Regions from separate parts of the Rattus norvegicus genome. Here region 2 is linked to region 1. Evidence: chromatin contacts called from public Hi-C data. All regions are on one chromosome and are shown on one strand. The core of a region is the stretch at or near the end of the contact, and the rest is flanking DNA. Distances in the headings are between cores, read along the strand shown. Region 1 overlaps Atg7 (autophagy related 7). Region 2 overlaps Vgll4 (vestigial-like family member 4).

Region 1 (4,301 bases), core at 1,269-3,768:
TCTTATCACACTCCACCTTTTGTGGCATTGAGTCTGAAGCTGTCCCTGCCCTATACCCTCAGCACTGGGGTCACAGATGCATGTCACCCACACCTGGCCGTTTACAGATACTGGACATCCCAATTTAGGCCTTCACACTTGCAAGGCAAGCACTTTAATGACTAAGTCCTCTGCCTAATATCACTTTCTGAAGTAGCAGGGACTGCAGTTTTGAAATGTCTATGTATTCTAGAGAGCAGGCAAGTCCATCTATTCAGGATGAGGGGAGCCAGGTTTCAGAAAAAAAGAAATGAACATTACCAGTGGTGACAAACATTTCACCTGCCTCCACTCCAGGGCACATTAGACAGATCCAAACCAAAGGAGATTCTATAAATTAACAGACAACGCCTCAAAAGGGCATGGACAGGAAAAAGGAGAGTTTAGAGACCTCTCCCAGAATGAGGGAGATCAGAAGAAACATAACTACATAGAGGTCTGGTCTGATCCTGAAGTAAGTCCTCATTCAGAAGGAGAAAGACGTAAAGTCTGTGAAGAACATTCCAGGACAGAGACAATGTCTGAAATAGAGCCTTTGGGTCAGGTACAGTGGCTGTTAACACTGAACGCCTGTTTCCTGTGTGCTGTGTTGGTGAGAGCAGGTCTTTGTTCTTAGGAAATTCACAGGGAAATGTTTAGTTGAGAAAGAACAGTTCCCTGTTGACTCTGGAAAACTCAACAAAGGAACCAGAAGGGGCGGAGCTGAGGAGGCGGGACAGCAGAGGGGAGGAAGGTAGAAACCTGGGAGTCTCTGCTAAAGGCCACATAGAGTAGACTCTGCAGTTTTCTGTATCTCTCTCTCTCTCTCTCTCTCTCTCTCTCTCTCTCTCTCTCTCTAAGATGTATGTATGTATGTATGTATGTATGTATGTATGTATGGGAGTATCGCCTGACTGTATATTGTGTCTGGTGCCCACAGAGGCCAGAGAGGGAACGGACTTACCAGCCACCGGAAGTGACAGACTCACTTCAGGATCAGACTGGACCTTTATGCAGTTATGAGGTTTCTATGGAATTTGACTTACAAGCCACCACATGGGTGCTGGGAATTGAACCCAGATCCTCTGCAAGAGCAACACTCTTAACTGCTGAGCCATCTCTCCGCCCCAGTGTCACCAAGTTTGAAAGTGTATCAGAAGGACTGGAGAGATGCTCAGTGGTTAAGGTCACTGCCTGTTCTTGCAGAGGACCCAAGTTCAGTTCCCAGCACACACATCAGGCTGCTCACAACTGCCTGAAGTTGAAGTTCCAGGGACCGATACTTCTGGTCCCTGTAGGCTCTACACTCTCCTATGTCCACACGTTTAATTTAAAATATAAATCTTTAAAAATTTGTACCAAAATACAAAGTTACTAAAAAGGAAAATCTTAATTAGAAATAAGAGATAAAGAAATTAAGAGACTGACTGCTGCTAATAAATTGCCTCAATGCATTCTGGGACAGCTTTTCTAGATTTCTGGTTCACAATCACACTTGTTGGCCTGACAGACGTTCACCACACTCTAGAACTGAACAGTAACTTGTACATGTATCAAAAAGGCCTCTTCAACTTCTGACAGCAGATGCTCTGTCAGGTGACGAAGTAGACGTTAAAATGAAAGCACCCCTCAGCACCCACACCTCCCTGCACATGTGTGAAGGCAACAGTTCACCAGCCCTGTCCCAGGCTCTGGCAACACGATGAGGGTTACACCATCAGCATCACTGTTTAATAAACAGAAGGCTCACTATCCCAGAGTGTCCTGCTCCTCCAGCCACTTCCTATACTGAAGCTAAACCAAGCAGGAGTAGAGTGAGCCTCTCTTCTGGGTGGGGGTGGAGGAGACAGATACTGGAAACCACCAAAGGAAAACATCACTTCACAGGAACAAGAGACAGAGGTTTAGTCCTCAGTGGGTCATGCTTCTAAACACCACTTCCACAATGGCTGGGGAAGATGGCAGGACAGGAGGCACAAAGGACTGGAGGATGAGGAGAGCCCTGAAATTCAAAGTTCTGGACTTGACATGGTGTCTCACTCATGAACTTGGAGAAATTATGGATACCTGCCGGAGTCCTGGGTGAAGACAAATCCAGTCAAAATCCCAGCACAGATAGGTGAGGCATGACCCAGGCCCCCAACTTTTACTGGGAAGCTACTGGCAGCTGGCAGCTGCTGGGGAAGGGAGAATTATTCTCTCTTGAATGTGTGGCCTCTGATTTCCCAAGTTCCTTCCCCACACCCATAGGAAGTGCTAATAGGAGTGAGTAGGTTACTATGGCTGAGGGCATGTAGTTGGGAAAGGTAGTGTTGGGGGATGGTTTAAGGGGAGTTGACGAGGGGTAACAGGAAGATATGATAATGTGTCATTCTACATGTATGAAATTCTTAAGACTGAGGAAAAATTTTTAAAAAATGACTTCATGAATATCAAAGGAAAAATGTGTAGAACTCACTCTTAGCTCCAAAGAATTTTGATTCAAACAGCAGCAACTCAGACATGACTCAGTATAAAAAACATCCTGCTGAGTAAGCAAGCGTTAAGCATAAGCCAGCACTCTCATAGAGCGATTCGGCGTAATTGGGATTGTCATATCGGAGGATCAACACTCGGTCTGCAGATGATGCAGATGACAGGGAAGGGGGCCAAGAAAGTAAATGAGGGGCTTCTCCTGGAAAGAGGTGCAACCTTCTCGGCACAAAGGAAACCCAATATCCAGACCACAAGAAAAGTGATCGCTATGGGAACAGCGCAGCTGTGAAAATCCACGTCAGTTTGTATTAACTCGCCTGGCAAGTTTGTGTAATGCAGGACTCTGAATGGCCACTGACAGGAAATAACTCTGGTAACAAAAACACCATACCTGTGTTTAATCTGAGACTTCCAAGGAGGGAGGACAAGGAAACAAAAAGCTATTCTCTCTTAAAGAAAAAGGAGGGGCAGCCTGAGGTACGCCTGGGTTTCTTTATGGACAGCATCTTATGGGCTGATTTAATTAGAAACAGAGCAGGAAAGCAAATGCTCACGTTTCTCGGAGAACACAATTATCTTCATTTCATTGATGAGCTAGACCTACATAAAGCCACAGACGCTGCTGGCATGGGCACCAAAGGATTTCAGTTTGAAAATAATCCTGCCAAGTTATTTGGAGACCAATTAGTTCAGCTGTACCATGGAAAGATGGACAGACAGAAGTCATTTCCACTGAGGAGCACACGGTCGTGAGACCCTGTCTCTGAGGACAGATGTGCGCATCACCACCTTCAGGGTCCTGCCAGAGAGGAATAGGATACCTTGAGAAACAGCAAGAAGAATAGGCTCAGAGGTCATTTACCCACAAATTATAAGGTTTAAATCTCCACCAGGCACTTGAGATGCCCAACAATAAAGCAGGCTTAGTTTACTCTCAGAGCAGAAAGGAAAACAAACCACTCTCCACTTGGGAGTGCCTAGATTTAACCAAATTCATCACTATGGCTTATCGATCCCAGATTCCACGGTTTAGGCAAACAGCTGAGGACAGAAGCTACTCTGAGTAGACTTTTCCTAGAATTCAATTCCCTCAGCTCCACCCATTGCAGGAGGCACAACAATGTGTTCTCAGAGAAATGCTTGCTTAGGATGAGTAAGCCCCACAAGCTACTCTGATAGCTCCCCAAGTAGGAATTGGAAAAGGGGAGCTTGAAGGCATAGAGTGGGGGTTCTCAACCAGAGGGTTGCGACCCCTTTTGGAGAGGACGAATGACCCTTTCACAGGGGTTGCATATCAAATATTTACATCACAATTCACAGCAGTAGAAAATTATAGTTATGAAGTAGTGACAAAAATAATTTTATGGTTGTGGTCATCATAACATGAGGAACTGTACTAAAGAGTTGCAGTATGAGGAGGTTAAGAACTACTGGCTTAAAGGGACATCCAAAGGGAATTGGCTGTCACGTACAGTGCACATGGAGAATAACTCAGAGCCTCTTAACACTGAGACGCCGTGTATTCGGAGATACATCAGCCGGTTCCCATTACAATGGACAGCAGCCCCACTCTATTTTTAGAGCTGCTGGAAAGATCAAAGAGGAAGGGACCTTGTTCCGGCCTCCCAATCCAGGCCCCTCATCTCTGCTTGCTGTTCCTTTGTGCTAGGAACACCTCCAACACCCAACCCAGACTGCCCAAAATCCCCACCTTCTGGGGAAAGCATAAACATTGCTCTGCTCAGTAGGTGCAAGGAAGGAAACCCTCAGGAGAGGAAGGGAGAGCCTCAGGCAAGCTTTACGATCAA
Region 2 (4,301 bases), core at 595-3,094, 160 kb before region 1:
GTCTGATTTCTTTGCACCTTCTCCCCAGCTATTCATCTCCGTGCTGGAGACCAATAATTTAAAAGAAAATAAACGTGCCTCAGCCGCCTGGGCCCCCACCCCACACAGCCCTGGGCCTATGAGAGGGTTGTGCAATGTCGCAGGGCAGATATCGTACTGGGGTGTCTTCCCTCCCACCGAGACAGTGACGTCAGCCTGGTCACCACGGCTGTGGTCAGACAGGAGACATTGCCAGTGCAGCCGAGTGGCTGGCGTAGGAAGCGGTGGTTTGATGTTTTGACTTTAGGTTCAAACATGGTGGAGGGCGCGTGGGTGACGGGAAGGAGAACAAGAAGCTGTGGGGCGGGTTGAACGTTTGTCGTTGAAGGCTAGCGTGGCAGGCTGCGGCGGCAAACTTCTGTAGTCCCAGCGTGCAGAGGCTATGGCAGGCAGAAGATGGGTTTGAGGCCATCCTGGGCCACACAGTGAGACCCCATCTCAACCAGCAAGCAAGGAGGCGAATACATGCTTCTATTTTGAAAGTTAAGTTCTGTGTTTTGTTGACTGTAAAAGGCGAGAAAGGAGCAGCTGGCTGGTAGCAAGTCTGGCTATCATCACTGTGTTTAGAAAGTGAAGTCTTAGAATCCTCCACGTGCAGGATTTCAGAGGCGGTGGTGTGCTGGTCTCCCCCATCCGCAAGTTCCAACGTGACTTTGGCATTGATTGCACACGTGTGACATCATAGCTTCATCGTCCCCCCCCCATGCCCTGCACATGTGCGTATGTGCATTTGGTGCTGGGGCTGGTGCCCAAGGCCCTCTGTGCCTGCCCTAGGGCAGTGTTTGGCCTCCAGCTTTTCCTTTCTATTAATTTTTTCCTTAAATATATGCTAATACTTCTGACATCCTAGGCCAAGAGAAAGTCTTGCTTATTTGTAATTGATGTTTACCAAGTGCTTCTGTCCTGCAATGCTGCTATGAGTGTAAGTAGCAGGTATAGAGCATGTGTCTGGAGTTTTCTTCAGTAACAGTGCTAGTGACAGAACTCAGGTATGTCCTAGGAAGGTGGATGCTGTGTCCCGAGACCCTGCTGAAATCATTCCAACCTTGCTCTGCCACATACAAGAGTGTAGCAAACAGGCTTTAAAGTATAAGCATTCGACGGCTTCCCTTGGGATGGGGATGAGTAGAGGGTATCAAGGACCAAACCTGGTCACCACTGAGGATTGTTGCCCGCCCTTTAGTCCTGTGTTAGGGAGGTGTTTGACTGGCAGAGGACATACTTCCTCTCTGCAGCTCACCTGAACAAGCCATTCCCTTCACCCTAGTCATGTGCGTAAGGAGACTTCAGGAGTGCTCAGAGGTGCCCTGTGCTATATGGGGCTCACACCCTCATCCACAAGCGACTCTGCAGGCCCTTCAGAGTCCTTTGTCCCCACTCCACTCCTGGAAAATCTCCTGTGGACTTTTCTTCCTCTGCGCTAGCCTCACCGAAGCTCGGCTACTCTTTGCATGTGAACTTCAAATGGAGGAAGCACCATCATTGTTGCTTTCTGCGATGGCCTGGGGGTATGGAGTGGAGGGTTTCCTCCGTCAAGCATGCGCAGTGTAGCCACTGAGTAACTGGCTTCTTTGTGGGTACCTTCCCAAGTAATGGGGCTTGTGGGTGGTTTCTGTTCTGGGGCTGAGCCGCCCCATAGCTGCTGTCCTGAATGACGGCTCCTATTTTGGACCCCTTGGAACTTGTTGCTGTGGTGATTGTTTCCATAGCAATGTCTGTTGCCCCAGCAGGCAGCTGATGAAATGGCTCCTGAAACTCTGGGGTCCATGCTGAGCCCGTGTCCTCCCAACTCCGTGACTCCTGCCAGGAGTGTTGGGAAACCCTGGGCACACAGTGTATGGTGTAGGCTGTTTTTACGTGGGTTGGTCTGCAGGGGTAGTGACTTCCTGACTTCCTCAGGCTTCATGGAGTTCTTCCTCTGCTCACAGAGTCTTAAAGAGGCATCTCTGCTCTGTAGAGGAGGAAGTCCAAGAAACAGGGCTGGGAGAGGAACAAGAGGCCAGGGAGGGAAGAAATCTTACACCTTCTCAAGGTCTGAGGATGAACACTGCTTAACCAAAGGTTAGCGGAAAGGAAGCCAAGCCCTATCCAAGTCAGCCAGCAGCTGTGACTGTGGCAGGCCAGTACAGGAGCCATGCTGAGCTACTCCATGCTGTATAGAAAGTTCCAGTGTGCCCTGTGGCCAGAAGCCGTACGAGAAATCCCGCTGGGGTGTATTACAGGTCGCTGTATATTTGCGAGTTTATATCTTGCTGTCTAAACTGGCAGGGTTTTTATTTTTCCTGGTGGATACCCAGAAGGTCTTTCCCTCCCTCCTTCCCACTAACAAAATCACATTTGTTGCCTGTATGTGAAGCTGACGCCTGTTTGACGGCCGCTGGGCATCAATGATGATCTGAAGGGAAGCAAGTGGTCACAAAGGTGGCTTTTCTTGGGTACCGCAGTGCCTCACATGGAATTGACTTCATGCTAATATGACTCTTAATTGTGACCGGTGGAAATGAGATTGGTCAGGCCCCAGAAGCCAGTGAGCAACTGCCCAACAGAGGTCTTTCTCTGTTTGAGTTAGCTCCCTTAGGACTTAGAATGTTGGGAGTTTTCACTCGAAGTAATTATAACTCCTGTTATAAGTTTTAGAAGATACAAACTCCTTAGTGTTTGAAAGGTCAGTACTGTCTTGACTTACAAGCAGGTACAAATTTGTCTCTCAGCTCAACACCCCTGACAACAGCCCAAAATGTCAGACTTGACTGTCCAAGCAGATCTGTGTCACAGCCCTTGCAAGCACCTAACTGTGAAACATTTTCAGAGTTGCAGCTTGGGACTGGAGAGGTGGCTCAGTGGTTAAGAGCACTTGCTGCTCTTCCAGAGAGCCTGGTTTCCGTTCGCAGCGTCCATGTTGGGTAGTTCACAACTGCCTGTAACTCCAGCTCCAGGGGATCCAACAATTCTTCTGGCCTCCATGGGCATTGTGTACACACACACACACACACACACACACACACACACACACACACACACTTCAAAAAATGTAATAAAAACAGCAACGTCAGCACGTCAGCAGTAGTTTCGTGCGCTTTCTTATAAAGGCATGGGGTTGAACTCCTGAGAATCGAAGCGTCCTCCGAGTTTTAACTTCCCTTTGGGGACTGCTCACGATCAGTTTTCCTCTCTCTGCTGTTTATAGCAACTTTTCGTTTTAAACTCTACCCTAAAGAGCTAGTGCTGGCAAACCTTGTTGATGTCAGATGTCCCCTGCTTGGCAGTGGCTGCATGCCCAGACCATGTTCTGAGAATGGCAGGCTGCCTGCTGTATTGCCAAAACTTTCCACAGAGAGTTTTGCAAGGGGCCGGGCGGAGTGCCAGGGAGCCAGGGGGACTGCAGAGACCACAATGGTGCCCTCCTCCCACCTGGTGATAACATTTTAATTCTCTTTGCATAGGTGAAGCTTCCCTCAGGGGAGAACCCAGAATGCAGACCCTCCCGGTGGCCTCAGCTCTTAGCAGCCACCGCACAGGTCCGCCTCCCATCAGCCCCAGCAAGAGGAAATTCAGCCTGGAACACGGGGACAAGGACTTGGACTGTGAAAATGACCACGTCTCCAAGATGAGCCGAATCTTCAGCCCCCATTTGTAAGTTCGACCCTCTTAGGGATCTTGCTTGCTCTGGGCTGGGCTGTGTTTTCACCTTTCACCTTTCACCTTTCTGCCTATCATCACATCATTATGATTTCGTGAGTTATTGATGGAAGACATTGTTTATAAAAGATAGGTGGTGTTTATATGCCAGAAAAGTGTCGAGCTGACTTTAATGACTGGTGCAGAGATGAAATCTTATTTCCTCCCAATTCCAACAACCTCTCACGCTGGAGGGCAGCAGCCCTTAAGGTGAGCTATGGGTACTGTTTGGAAAACTTGGCTTTTACTTGCCAGTTTCCTCTGCTGGCCATTATGCAAATTGATACTGGGTGTCTGAGTACCCGAGGGAAGGTTGTTGCATGGGTGCCCAGTATTGCACGGTGTTGTGACCTGCAACTGGAGGTAGCCTGGAGACGTGGTGAGAAGGCCCCCTGGGTAACAGAGAACCGGGCGGATCCTTGTAGATTGCATGCCCCAGTGTCTTCCTGTCTCTCGTTGTCTTCTTCTTTAAAAAACAAAACAAAAACCCCTCTTTTCTTTCTTTTACTTTTTTAAAAGGTTTTATTTATTTTTATGTGCGTTGGTGTGTTGCCTGCGTGTATGTCGATATGAGGGTCCCAGAG

Evidence for each region. Hi-C and Micro-C count contacts between places; a contact is called where the count stands out from the background.
Region 2: a contact with region 1 is called in a Hi-C map of the A7r5 cell line, with 2.9 times the contacts expected there. The contact joins two enhancer-like sites. A contact is called at or near these places in 3 of 12 Hi-C or Micro-C datasets (the A7r5 cell line, Schwann cells and frontal cortex) and 1 of 1 datasets of contacts at active chromatin or transcription factors (oligodendrocytes).

Annotation. Positions count from the first base shown.
Region 1 is chr4:149,471,443-149,475,743 of GRCr8, reverse strand. The region is part of intron 16 of Atg7 (autophagy related 7); the gene reads right to left. Among named protein-coding and RNA genes, the nearest start is that of Atg7, 54 kb to the right of the region's middle. Within about 2 kb of position 2,518, at least 12 of the 93 cell types and tissues checked have an H3K27ac peak or open chromatin away from gene starts, as enhancers often do. A contact at or near this core is called in the A7r5 cell line, where this site is marked.
Region 2 is chr4:149,627,069-149,631,369 of GRCr8, reverse strand. It overlaps Vgll4 (vestigial-like family member 4), which reads left to right. Exons shown (of 5, transcript NM_001015004.2): 2 at 3,483-3,672. Among named protein-coding and RNA genes, the nearest start is that of Vgll4, 31 kb to the left of the region's middle. Within about 2 kb of position 1,844, at least 55 of the 93 cell types and tissues checked have an H3K27ac peak or open chromatin away from gene starts, as enhancers often do. A contact at or near this core is called in the A7r5 cell line, where this site is marked.